Linked DNA regions of Mus musculus: regions 1 and 3 are each linked to region 2. Evidence: chromatin contacts called from public Hi-C and Micro-C data. All regions are on one chromosome and are shown on one strand. The core of a region is the stretch at or near the end of the contact, and the rest is flanking DNA. Distances in the headings are between cores, read along the strand shown. Region 1 overlaps Pgm5 (phosphoglucomutase 5). Region 2 overlaps Pgm5 (phosphoglucomutase 5). Region 3 has its middle 9.5 kb from the start of Pgm5.

The links. A called contact is a pair of places that touch in the nucleus more often than the background predicts.
Region 1: a Micro-C map of muscle stem cells shows a contact between it and region 2, with 2.7 times the contacts expected there. A contact is called at or near these places in 7 of 39 promoter capture datasets (the HPC-7 cell line, cranial neural crest, frontonasal cranial neural crest and 4 more), 3 of 484 Hi-C or Micro-C datasets (embryonic fibroblasts, muscle stem cells and stem cell-derived motor neurons), 8 of 130 datasets of targeted methods (the NIH/3T3 cell line, craniofacial prominence, embryonic basal ganglia and 4 more) and 1 of 9 other capture datasets (embryonic stem cells).
Region 3: a contact with region 2 is called in a Hi-C map of bone marrow-derived macrophages, with 43 read pairs. A contact is called at or near these places in 3 of 39 promoter capture datasets (the 3T3-L1 cell line, hippocampal neurons and maxillary cranial neural crest), 17 of 484 Hi-C or Micro-C datasets (the AML12 cell line, CD4 T cells, the CH12 cell line and 10 more), 16 of 130 datasets of targeted methods (CD8 T cells, the NIH/3T3 cell line, bone marrow-derived macrophages and 13 more) and 4 of 9 other capture datasets (adipose tissue, liver, macrophages and 1 more).

The regions. Positions count from the first base shown.
Region 1 is chr19:24,846,718-24,851,299 of GRCm38.p6, forward strand. The region is part of intron 1 of Pgm5 (phosphoglucomutase 5); the gene reads right to left. Among named protein-coding and RNA genes, the nearest start is that of Gm52405, 9.8 kb to the right of the region's middle.
Region 2 is chr19:24,718,712-24,722,747 of GRCm38.p6, forward strand. The region is part of intron 9 of Pgm5 (phosphoglucomutase 5); the gene reads right to left. Among named protein-coding and RNA genes, the nearest start is that of Gm38581, 14 kb to the left of the region's middle.
Region 3 is chr19:24,869,184-24,873,535 of GRCm38.p6, forward strand. No RefSeq gene overlaps it. Among named protein-coding and RNA genes, the nearest start is that of Pgm5, 9.5 kb to the left of the region's middle.

The sequences.
Region 1 (4,582 bases), core at 1,009-3,508, 130 kb after region 2:
CACAACTCTAAAGACTCGAAGCTACATTTAGGGAGGACACACGGCATGTGTCTTTCTGGGTAATCCTATCTTTTTATGGCACTAAACAATCTTCTCAATATTATTGTAAAGGGTGTATAATCTTCCGTTATTTAAATGGACTATTATTGATGAATATTAAAGTGTTTTGTCTCAAGTTTTTATAAATAAAATAATAATATGTTTGGAGACTGAAGCTATGGCGAGGTGTAACTTAAACTGGATATTATTTGCCAAAAATTAAGAAGCAAATCAGTCCATAGAGTGTGTCCATAACAACAGTGTCCTTTTTAGCCACCAAACCTGCTCACTATGAAGCTGCTGGAGTGAGTGGCAGCCCCACGCCACCCAAATCTTCTCATATCGTCCTGCCTCAGCTCCCCGCTGACCCTGTTCTCTAGTGTGTACCAGGCTGTAGTACTGACTTACCGTTGTCACTGAGCTCAGCTCACAAACCCATCTTTGTGACAATGGCCTGCCTCGATCCATCAGACTCACACACCTCCTATTCCTGCTCTCACTCCATCCCCAGTTCTACTGAATGTTCTAGAAACACGGGTCTCCAGGGAAGAGCTGCGTGTCTATCTTGGTTCTATAATGTCCTCAACCACCTCTGACATTTGGGATTCTGCTCTGTCCTCTGTGATGGTTAGTGTTCCTTGTCAAGTTGATAGACTCTAGAATCACTTAGAGAGAGGCCTCTGGGCTTGCCTGAGAGGGGAGATTGTCTTGTTTACATTAAGGCTCATCATTTTTATTATTTTTTATTGGTTATTTTACTTATTTACATTTCATATGTTATCCCCCTTCCAGGTTTCCCTTCCACAACCCCTTATCCTAACCTCCTCCCGCTGCTTCTATGAGGGTGCTCCCCCACCCACTCCTGCCTCACTGTCCTAGCATTCCCCTACTCTGGGGAATCGAGCCTCCACAGGATCAAGGGCCTCTCCTCCCATTGATGCCAGTTAAGGCCATCCTCTGCTACATATGCCGCTGGAGCCATGGGTCCCTCCATGTGTACTCATTGGTTGGTGGTTTAGTCTCTGGGAGCTCTGGCAGGTCAGGTTGGTGAATATGGTTGTTCTTCCTACGGGGTTGCCATCCCCTTCAGCTCCTTCAGTCCTTCCCCTAACTGGATCAGGCTGTTCCTTCAGCAGAGAATCCAGGTCTGTATAAAGTGGAGAAGAGAGAAGCTGAGGCACGCTGGCATACATTTGATCTGTCTGTTGCCTGGTCTCCAGGAATGCAGTGTGGCCAGCTGTTTCAAGCTCTCACTGCCAGGATTGCCCTGCCGAGATGAGCTCTGTCTTTTGACCTCTGAGATACAATGAACCCTTTCTCCTTTAAGTTGTTCTAGTCATGGCAGCTTATACAATAACAGAAAAAGAAATGAAGACTCCTCTGCAACATATTCAAGGAAAAAATACAGCTTTGTGGGGGTAGGGAGAGTGGGCCCTAGGCACACATGTATATCCACACCCATTTTATAGGTAGATTTTATGTAAAGTATTTCACATAAGATTTTTAAAATCTCTTTAAAGTTGTAAATTTTCTCTGAGTGCTTATTACAGTCCATTAAAATTCATGAATGTGTGTTTTTTTAAATGAATCTCCTCAGACCAGTTTCTGTCCAATTGGGAAATAGTAACTGCCCATTTCCTAAGGGGCCCCACCCTTCATCCTATGTTCCACTGAACTGGTGAACTAAAGACCTCTGCAATCAGATTTACAACTCAGCAAGATTAAACAGTTTACTGTTATTTACGACAGCCGTTCTAGACCTTCCGTGTCTGCATCTGTCACTGTTCATTTGAGAGCTCCCTCCCAAAGAACAGCGTGCCTCCTCACCAAACACTGAGCAGAGCTTCAGGCACAAGCCCCTCACAAATATTTTAACCAAGTGCTTGAAAGCGAGGTGAGCCCCCACAGCTGTGCAGTTTCAGACTCCTCGGCTGATTAGCTAGATTAGCGTGGAGTCTCCAGTCTCTGCTGGGCCTGTTTCTCTCAATAATCTCTCACATGGCCCAGTCCATTAGGTCAAAAAAAAAAATCTTCAATAAATGATCAGATTAAGGTCTGGCTTCAGGAAAGGGCAGTGGGGTCAGGCCTGGATTGATGTCTTCACAAAGGCTGAGTGGGCAAGAAGGTTAAATGTGGAAAAGCATGGTGTGGACCCAGCTTGCTCCCTTCAGGAGACACAACACATAGACTGGATCAGGAAAGTCCTTTGGGTTGAGTCAGTCTTTGGGGGAACAACTGCGGGCACTCAAGGATCATTGAGAGGAGTGCATGTGTGTGTGGGCACAGCTGGCCAGGGAGGGATGGTATCTGCGGCAGTTGCCACCCAGCTTGCCAGCAGCCTGGAGAAACACCAAAAGTCAAGAGGAAGCCATAGGAAGAAACTGTAGTCAGCAGATCAACTCAGGAGCCTCTGGTCAGAAAAACCACAGTTAAAAAAATTACACTCTGCCTCCTTTTCATCAAAGCAAAATATTTTTGCTTGTGTTAGATGAGTATTCAAAAAATAATAATCCTTAACAATCCATTACATTAAGCCACCAAGCACCTTAGAAACTATGGAGGCGAGTAGCCCAGGAGTGTGTTCATCTAAGAGTCAGTGCTGTAGATGTTTAAGTCCACTTGTGAAAGCCTGTGTTCACCAATGCTCACTGCGGCACTTTGCTAAGAGAACACTAGAAAACAATCTCTGCATTCCATAACGTAACAGAGAAGTGGCGAATGACTTATGACATGGTGATACAATGATTCTATTAAAATCTGAAAACAGAGGAAGTGGGATGATATTTGGTACCTGAAATGTGTGCATGGCAGCTTGCTAACTGGAGAAACATTCACAGGCGAAGCAGGATCCCATTGTTTTGTATAGAAGATCAGCAAGTACGGTTGGACTCTAAACACTTACAGTGGGCATATCTGTGTGTGCTGTGGTAGGGCAAGGAGAAGGGCCGCTTTGCATTCTATGTTACACACTTTCTAGTTAAAGCAGTCATATATTATACCATATAGCTATATTCATTATTAAAGATATTACTAACCAAGTACAGGAGAAATAGGCTAAAGGATCATATGAGCTTACAGGGCCAGCCTGGGCAACACAAACTACCCTCTATCTCAGTCACCAAAAAATTAACCATCCAACCAACCAAACACACAACAAAACTAACACGCCAACAGCAGCACACAGCCTTTCATGAAACACGGTAAAAACAGGAAAAGGCCTGGATTTTATCTGCAATGCTGTAGCTTGTCACCTGAATGACCAGGGGAAGTCACACAGCCTCAGGGTTGGTTCATAAAAATGGAGAGCAGAGACTGTTATTTGTTTTAAAGACTTTATTAGTTAAGATATTTACTGTCCAGCTAACTTAATAGTTGTGTCTGTTAGTGCTCCCTAACAATATGTAATAAACATGATGACTTCCCCCAGCTGTGCCAACTCTTGAGCATTTTCAATGCTCTTAACATAGCTATTCTCTTTATTTAGATTGATCTGGTTACAGTAAGGTTAATTGCCTTCTTTGTGCACTTGTTGGTGACAATTTTTGTATTAAATTGTTTGAATTTTCTTCTTGATTTGGGAGAGTACTTCTATATTGGAGACATGAACCATTAGTTTGAAAATTTTCCTCTCGGTACATTTTGAGATCCTTTACTGAATAAACTAAACTTTGTACCTCTGCTTTCAGATTTTTTTTCCCTTTTCCTTTTCCCTTTGGAAACCCTAAATATAGCTCTAGATAGCACTAGCTAGAAAATCAGGACTCTTGCTGGAGGAGAACAATAAGAAAAGCAATAACAATATTATGTTTGCACAAAACGCTTCTTAGGAAAGACTTGGAAAGGGAAAAGTCAAAACCTCCGAGACTCCAGGCCAAGGGAAAGATCCTCTTTGATGGTTGAGTGTTCCTGAATTATTTTCTCTTTATACAAATATAGATATTGCTCCAAAAGGTGACATCACTAGAAACCCTAAGAGGTACATGATATTTAAAGACCCAGAAAATATGAGCTTTAACTTTTAAAAGTGTTGTGCATATTACAGAGATGCATTTACTCATAAACAGCAGAGTAAACATCAGATGAAATGATTTAAAAGGCCCCTTTGGGATGTAAGCCCAGCAGTGTAAGCCCACTGGCCAGGCTTGAGCGATAAAGATCTACCCATAAGGCTATTGGCTGATGCTGACACTGAAGCCCTGGCTCTCTACGTTCATTTTTATATCCCTGGGATAGCCAGATCCATTTTTTCCTGCATATTATGCCCAAGTAATCTCATTAAAATCCTCTTTCATACTTCATATTGCTGTGCTCTATCAATGGGCAGGGCCCTAAAATCAGAGTTAATGTTGATGATTCAATACCTGTGTTTGAGTTGCTCCAAAAGTTGACCCCAAGGCCTAATCTTCAGGTCTGTAAAGAAATTAGCAAACTTGCAGGGTTCACAAAGGACTCCATCAAAACAGACCTTTGATCAGAAATGTTTCTCAGGGCAAGTTTTACACATAATGTTGTGGACGCGTGTCAGCCTTTTCAATAAACACTA
Region 2 (4,036 bases), core at 705-3,204:
GGGAGATTTCAAGGGCAAAGAGCTAATATGAAGGGACAGGGAGATGAGTGAGACTGGGGTACATGAGGGAAACTCAAAAAGAATCATAAAAAGTTGTTTTTTTTTTTTTTTTTTTTTTTTTTAATCAACAGGCCCCTTTGAGTCCAACAGAAAGAATGAAAGAATTGTTTGGAGAAAATTAAACCAAAGGACCCCTTAGATGCTCTCTCAAAGATCGAATCTAGCAAATGCTACTTTAAGTGATGAGATGCTGATTGGATTTTCCTCATTAAATCATAGCCATAAAATGTGGGCAAGGGAAACAGATTGGGTATATTCGCTCATTTCTTGGTTGGAATTATTGCCCATCCCTGTTTACTCTACATCACACTGGTGTTGGGCCTGGGAGACCATGGGCTCAGAAATACCACCCCACACCCCACACCTCACACCCCACACCCCACACCCTAGTCACAGCAGCACTTACTCCCCTAGTTCCTGTGTGAATATGCAACCTTCCCTCTTTTATTAACATGATCATATAGAGACAGTAGAGTTTCATCATGAGGTGCCTCTGATTGAAGACCACTTAGAGGCTCTTTATAGTTTAGAAGACAGCCGTAAACCTATCAGCTTTTGCCAGGAGAGGTTAACTCACTGTAACTGAACTCTCTAGAAGCAGAAGGAGGGCCTCCCACCTAACAAGAAACTATGATACCATTACTCTATTTTTCATAGCAGTAGCTAACAGGTAGGTAATTATAAAGAACGGACTATGTGTTTAGTGCTTAAAGGACAAATAGGAAAATCCCAGGGAAACTGGATACTACTAGGAAATATTTTTCCAATAGTTTTCAAGACATCCTACTAACAGGCATATTTAGCAAAGCAAAGCAGAGAGCCAAGTTGTTTTCGTTTGCCATGACTACAGGGTTGCAGAACTGTTGAAGTAGAAAATTATAATTGTAGGTATCATAATACCACATGAGACTGTCTCTAATCAATCTCGCCAAGAAAGCTAACCAGCCATATAATTATATTCCATTGAGGAAAGACTCAGAGTTTGACGCAATGATTTCACTGGGTCAGCTCCTGCCTACTCTTCTGGGCATGGCTTAAATGTCATCTCCCACTGAAGAGCTTCCTAGATTCCTGCCCTACATTAGTTCTCCGAATATGTATGCCCAACTAAGTTCTCAAAATCATGTTTTCTAAGTTCTACAGTAATTACAAGTTCAACCATAATGGTGGCAATCTGTCAGCTCTCAGTGTCTGGCCACTTTTCCCAGCTGCCCTTCCTTCACAGAACCAAGACTGAAATTTTCCTACTGTTAGGATTGGAAGAGTCTCCTAGCTATGGGAACTGAAAAGACAGGACCAAGGCTACAAACAGACAGGACAACTCAGTGATAGGAGACTGTCTCGGCACTAAAATGTCCCTTGGGATGTTGGTGGTAAAAGGGACACAGCGCCTAGCCCTGGATATGAAATGATGGTAGTGGTACCAAGCCTTATTAAGTTGCTATTTCTAAAGGCAGTAGATCCTTAGTTCACCCAGAAGCCTAAAACAGTCATAGTAAATCCCATGAAGGCTAGAAAGCCATAATCAGGACAAAGGAGTCCCTGAGAATTCAAGTTGGGGTGGAGTGCCTTAGGGCTTCCTTCTTGCCTCCAACTTTTTCAGGGTCTCAGGCAGGACAGATTTCCCTGAACATTTCCAAGGCCATTGAGCAGGCCAGGGATTTATCACCACAACAGGATTTTAGGGTCAATTTGGTTGGCATGTAGAATGACTTTTTTTTTTTCCATTATCTGTTTTCTGACTCTGACCTCAAATTAAGGTCAAAGAGGGAGTCTAAGCTGCCTTAAAGAACCTTTCCCTTCCTGAACCAGAATGTATGTGTTGGTGGGGAGTGGAGGGGGATGATGGAGGAGAGGGTAATGTGAGTTGAATCACTGAGAGATGACTCAGAAACCAGAGGCCCTTTCAGATCTTCACATGACACCCTGGCAAGTATATTTTCTCTTTGCTTTTCTTGTTATATGTGACTCATCAAAGCTCAGCTCTGTTCTTTTTGTTTCATTTGTTACAGTGTTGGGGGTCAAGGTAGTAAGATGTTCACCCTCTGTTACATCCCCAGTGCTCTCAAGGTTGCTTGAGTAAGTTAAGTTAATCACTTACTAGAGTCCTTTTTTGGTGCCAGGAATTTACAGGTAATGTTTGATTTTCCTACTGATTTCACGTGGTAGCCATCTATTATTCCCATTTTCTCAGATGGATATCATAGGGAGAACAAGTAAGATAATTCATAAAGACGGTGGAAGATCACCTCGTTGGATTTAAGGCTCACTCAATATGAGAAAATGGCACCATAAACTTAACCAACTAACTCTGGCTGGTGAGGTCATGGACCTTAGCGGAGAACCTATGACTGCCACATTCCTAAACCAGTATAATTCCCAACTGCATTTAAATACTTAGACTTATACCCACAAGTAAGTGTGGCTTTCATCTTGCATCAAAAACACTTGTCTTTGCAATAGACAGAAACCATTATGGAAATCCACAACCAGCTTACAATGAAGAGAACAACAGATTTTGGCATGCCCATTCCCAACTGATACATTTATAGCACAGTCCCTCCACCTAAGGCTAAGGAAACATCATGAAAAGGGTGTCGTAGGATCAACATGAGTCTTCTGTATGTCACAAGGAGTTGTACCCATGAAATCTTAACAATGTGGTCACCTAGACTAGACCTATATAACGACAATACCAGCCAACATCCCAAAATAGATGGGGAAAATCTTAGAAGGTCCCACTTTTGGATGAAGAGCTACAGTTGGTTGATAGCTACTAAAAGAAGAGTCTGTCTTCTCCAGGGATCAGCCCCTGAGATGGGTTACCCATCTCCAAGTTGCCAGCCCCGAATAATGTGAATATGAGCAAAACTAAATGGACTCACCATGTTTATTATTATACACATACATGCATGTGACAATAAGAAATAAAGAAGAAGAGGTCGTGAGTTTGTGAGGGAGTGGGGAAACATGGGAAGAGTTGCAGAGGGAAGAGAGTAGGGAAATGATGTAAATACAGTCCTCAAGTGTGAAATTCTCACAAAGAAATACTTTTTTTTAAAAAAAAGAGGAGGGCAGAAAGATAGGCAGTTGGTAAGTTCGAGGCCAGCCTAGGATATATACCAAGTTCCAGGCCAAATTAAGCTATAGAGTAAAACTTTATTTGAAAAAATATTGTTTATTGATTTTGGTGAGAATGTAGAGACAAGGGATTCCTTATCCATTGCTGGTAAGGGTAGAAACTGGAACATCCACTATGGAAATTAAAGCTAAAAGCATAACTACAGTTTGGTAATTTTTGGTATCCTAGGTATAAAGGATTATAAGTCATTATACCCCAAAGAAACAGTTACATCTATATTTATTGCTTTACTACACATATCAGGCCAGAAATGAAACCAGCCTAGATGTCCATTAATAGATGAATGGATAAAGAAAATGTGGTATATGTACACATTGAAGTTTCATTCAACTATGAAGAAAAAGGAGATTATTACATCTGTAGGAAAATGGATGGAACTGGAGATCATTATGTTATGTGAAATAAGCCAGATGCAGACAAATTTCCCATGTTTCTTCTCATAGGCGAAGCCTAGATTTAAATTGGGGGGGTGGGTAGAAAGAGATCTAAGAGAGGGGAAGAAGAAGTCTAAGGGAAGGGGGGAACAGGAGAGAATAACTGAATGTATGTGACAGGAACACAGAAGGAAAGACTGGGAAAAGAGAGGGGAGAGCAACGGGGTGAGCGGGGTAGAAGTGGGAGATGAGTAAGAAGAAAATCTGATATATTTGCCTGAAAAATACCACAATGAAACACTTGACCTTGAATGCCATGATAGTTAATTACCAGTTTCATGCAACCTAGGATCATGTAGAAAGAATGAGGGATGTCTAGATTAGCTGTTCTATGGGTATGCCTATGGACGTTATCGTAATTACATACCTTGAGATGGGAAGAGGCACCCGTGTGGATGAT
Region 3 (4,352 bases), core at 953-3,452, 150 kb after region 2:
AGTTCTCTAGAAGAGCAGCCAGTGCTCTCAGAGCCTCCTTCTCTCCAGAACCAGGGGTGGCATGATTTTGTTCCATAAAGAAAACACAGAGGAAATTCTAGACATTCTACACACACACACACACACACACACACACACACCACACCACCACTGACTAAATAATTCAGTAACATTACAGGTTACTGTAATGGTACTCAACTGTTGGATATGAACATCCCAGAGGCCAGGGGAATCCAGAGGAGTGAAAACTTGTATATAGTTCACACAGGAATTACAAGCCAAACCATACCTATGTCTAAACATGCTGTGTCATTCCCTGGAGCCCATCTGGAGAGCCAACAGGATATTTATACTCAAAGGAGGGGAGAAAAAATGACAGGGTAGAGGGAAAGCCTCCAGGATAGTGAGGCCTTACCTTGGAAAGCACTGATGATTAGCGATATCTGTTCCTGAGCCAAAGGTAAGACTAATGACTTTGATATTATAATCATAATCAGAAAAATCTGTCACCACTGGAGAGGATATATGGCTGGGCTCAGCTCTCTATCTAACAAGAGAAGGTAATATTTTCAACACACGTGAGGATTTTTGTTTATCTTGGCTTATTATTAGGAAGCCCGTGGCCTCTACATCGTGTTGAAGTGCACGATGTACCCAGTCCTACCCCGTGTTTTCTATTATTCTTAAAGGATTTCAGCTGCACGATGTTCAACAACAACAACTTTTCTGCCGAAATCTGGCTTTTCTGAGATGACTATCCAGAGACAGAAGGCACGGATAATCAGACAGGGGCCTTCCTACCAGAGCTGCTTCGGTTTAACTTGAAAAATCTCACATCTGGGACCTAATGGCTAACATCTGAGGCACCAGGTCTTCCCGGAAGCAAGCACTTCATGCTCCCACAGTTCAATGTGCAACCCACAGATTGCTTGCCGAGGAATGGAAGCCTTCAGGGAGAGCGACGTTCCACCAGCCTCTGATTTAGCGTTCTCTGAAACAGCTGCAAATATCTTCCTCTTCTCTGGGGTTAAAAAAAAATGGACTCTAATTGCTGAATCTCCTGATTTAAACGGCTAATTCATCTCACCAAACGTGTGTTGGAAGGAAACTGAGCGCACCAGGCCCCTTCCAGATCATTCCACACAAGAGATATTGCATCTTATTCTGAAAAGATAATGGGTCAAATATGCTCTCAGTAGGTGCCAAATCAGTACAACCCCATTACTAGTGCCATGGGATGCTGGCCGCTGGCACCAGGGGTGGGTGAAGCAAGTTTGTCAGTTACATTGTCCCCTTAGCTTGATCTTCTATGAAAGACAATTAACAACAAGCCCAAAGTTGCCTACTGCTTTGAAATAAACAGTGCAAAAGTAAAAAGCTAACACTTGGGTCAGTTTTGTGTTGTCCTGTTTGAGACTGGGTGTCACTATAGCTTAGGCTATCAATTCTGTTTTAGCTTTCCAAGGGCTACAACAGCCAACACCTGCCACCATGCCGGGCAGGAATCACAATGTCAAGAGTGAAGTCCCCAAGCAGTGAGCTCCTGAGAAATGCTGTACTTCCATTGCCAACCCCACCCAGAGCCAGAGTCCCAAAGTTCAACTGTCCTTTAATACTCTAGAATCAAAAGATGGTTGTTAATAGTAAATAAATAAATAAACGGGGGAGGGGAGCTTTCAAGGGGCTTCCAACTTTAGGAGGAAGTCCATAAGAAGAGAAGATAAATCAACTTTCTGACTGTAAAAGAAAATATGAACAACTGCATGGAACTGTGCAAGCACACACACACACACACACACACACACACACACATTTAAAAAGCAGTCTATGGTTATTGTGCATGGAACAGCCCACAATGACCTCTCCCGATAACTCCCCACAGCAAATTCTCCTTTTTCTGTTTTCCTGCACAGTTTCAGGCTACTTCTTCAAGCTTATTTTATATGGCAACGATCAGTCCACATTCTGTGACTTGCAGATCTCCTCGCATCACCCCACCCCATCCCACTTTACCATCCATCCACTTATGTTTTTAAAGGCTGCCACCGCTGCCCGGCGACTCAGACAGAGCAACGACAGAGCAGGCAGCAGTACGTCATTCAGAAGTCTTTATTTTTATTGCAACAGAGAGATGTCTCGGGCTTGCAATGCAGAAAGAGCACCGGCTGGCTGTACTCCGTGCAAAGAGAGCATCCTGTGAAAGGGAAAGTGGGGTTTTATCAACAACGGGGGTCAATCTCCTCTTCTGAATGTGGTCCCAAGTACTGAGGCACCAGTGGAGAAAATGGTCAAACAGCGCCACCTAAAGGAGGAGCCAAGAAATGCAGCAGACGCGTGTCCGCGAAGATCTGCAGATCTTCCTGTGACAACAGTGACAGGAAGGCTGTATGATTGGTTTGTCATCACTTGAGAGAAACACGGATTCTAGGATATATTAAGGAGGAAATATTAGACCAGGCTCTACTAAACAATGGGGAGAAACCCTGTGTAGAGAAAAGTTTGTTTGTTTGTTTGTTCCATTCAAGGTTCCTGACATCTGAAATGATAGCCTAGGGAATCCTGCCTTATATCTGGAGCAAGAAATGAAGCATTGCTTCTTTGCAATCAAGGCACCCCACAAAACTCAAAACAAGCCCAGACTTTAGGAGCTGCCTTTTTGATTCATAACTAGTTTATTTTCAGAGTCTTCTGATTAAAAGGGACATATTACAAAGAAACTTTGCCCTTAAAGGCACACATGACTACTGCAGAATCTTTCCCACAGGGAGCAGCACTGACCTCTGGCCTCCCCATCTTCTCTTTGTTCTCCCTCTCCCTCTCCCTCTCCCTCTCCCTCTCCCTCTCCCTCTCCCTCTCCCTCTCTCCCCCTCCACCTCCACCTCTACCTCCACCTCCCCCTCCCTCTCCCCTTTAAGGTTAACATAAAACAGATCTCCACCCTCTCTGCAGATGGCAGCCTTGCCCAGGAGCGGTTCCTTTAAGCCACCTGTCCGTCCCAGGCCCTGACTCTAAGCCAGCCAAAGTGGGGAAGATTCAGTCACTATCGCCTTTCAACTCCTGGACCCCACAGTTAACAATAGAAATATTAGTCCTTTGCTATATGAAAGGCAGAAGTTTAAGTCCTTCCTTTAATGGGATCCTTGTTGAAATGCAACTGCGACTGACTCTGGCTTCGATTTGCCTTGGAGGAGCTTTTTTCATAACTCAAATCAAAGAGAAGAACGTGCATTCTTGCTAAATTCCAATACGTTTTATTGTTCATTTTGTGTCATGAATAGTGGTCTTGGGATTCAGAGCCTAGCTACACTGCCAGTGGCCCTACACCCTTCCCACCTGTGTCTACCAGACAGCCTGTGTCTGTCAGCTCTTCAGACATCACTAGTTGTCTAAGGTAACCAACATGACAGAATGCTTATTTTGGTTCACAGGGCTAGAAGTTTTACCCATGTTCTCTTGGCCTTATTGCTTTGGTCTAGTGATAAGCCAGCCTGTCATGGTGGGAGCATGTGGCAGAGAAGGCCTGTCCATGTCATGGTGGAAAACTAAGAAACAGGAAAGGGGAAGGTCCCTGATCCCCTCTAGAACTTACCCTCACTGAGCTAGCCTCCGCCTACCAATTCCTACCCTAAGGTTGGTGCCTATACTCAAGCCTTTAGCCCTAGGGACTACAGGGACGCTTACCCAAACCATAGCACACCCCTTCTCAAATTCAAAATTCACAGATACAATTCATAGGCCACATGAAGCTCAAGAAGAAGGAAGATCAAAGAGTGGATACTTCGGTCCTTCTTAGAAGGGGGATAAAAAATACCCATGGTAGGAGATACTGAGAAAAAGTTTGGAGCAGAAACTGAAGGAAAGGCCATCCAGAGACTGTCCCACCTGGGGATCCATCCCATATCCAGTTACCAAACCCAGACACTATTGTGGATGCCAACAAGTGCTTGCTGACAGGAGCCTGATATAGCTGTCTCCTGAAAGGCTCTGCCGGTGCCTGACAAATACAGAAGTGGATGCTCACAGCCATCCATTGGACGGAGCACAGGGTCCCCAATGTAGGAGCTAGAGAAAGGACCCAAGGAGCTGAAGGGGTTTGCAGCCCCATAGGAGGAACAATATGAACCAACCAGACCCCCAGATCTCTTAGGAACTAAACCACCAACCAAAGAGTACACAAGGAGGGACTCATGGATCCAGCTGCATAAGTAGCAGAGGATGGCCTTGTGGGACATCAATGAGAGGAGAGGCCCTTGGTCCTGTAAAGGATCGATGATGTCCCAGTGTAAGGGAATGCCTGGACAGGGAAGCGGGAATTGGTGGGTTAGTGAGTGGAGGGGGGGAGATGGGATGGG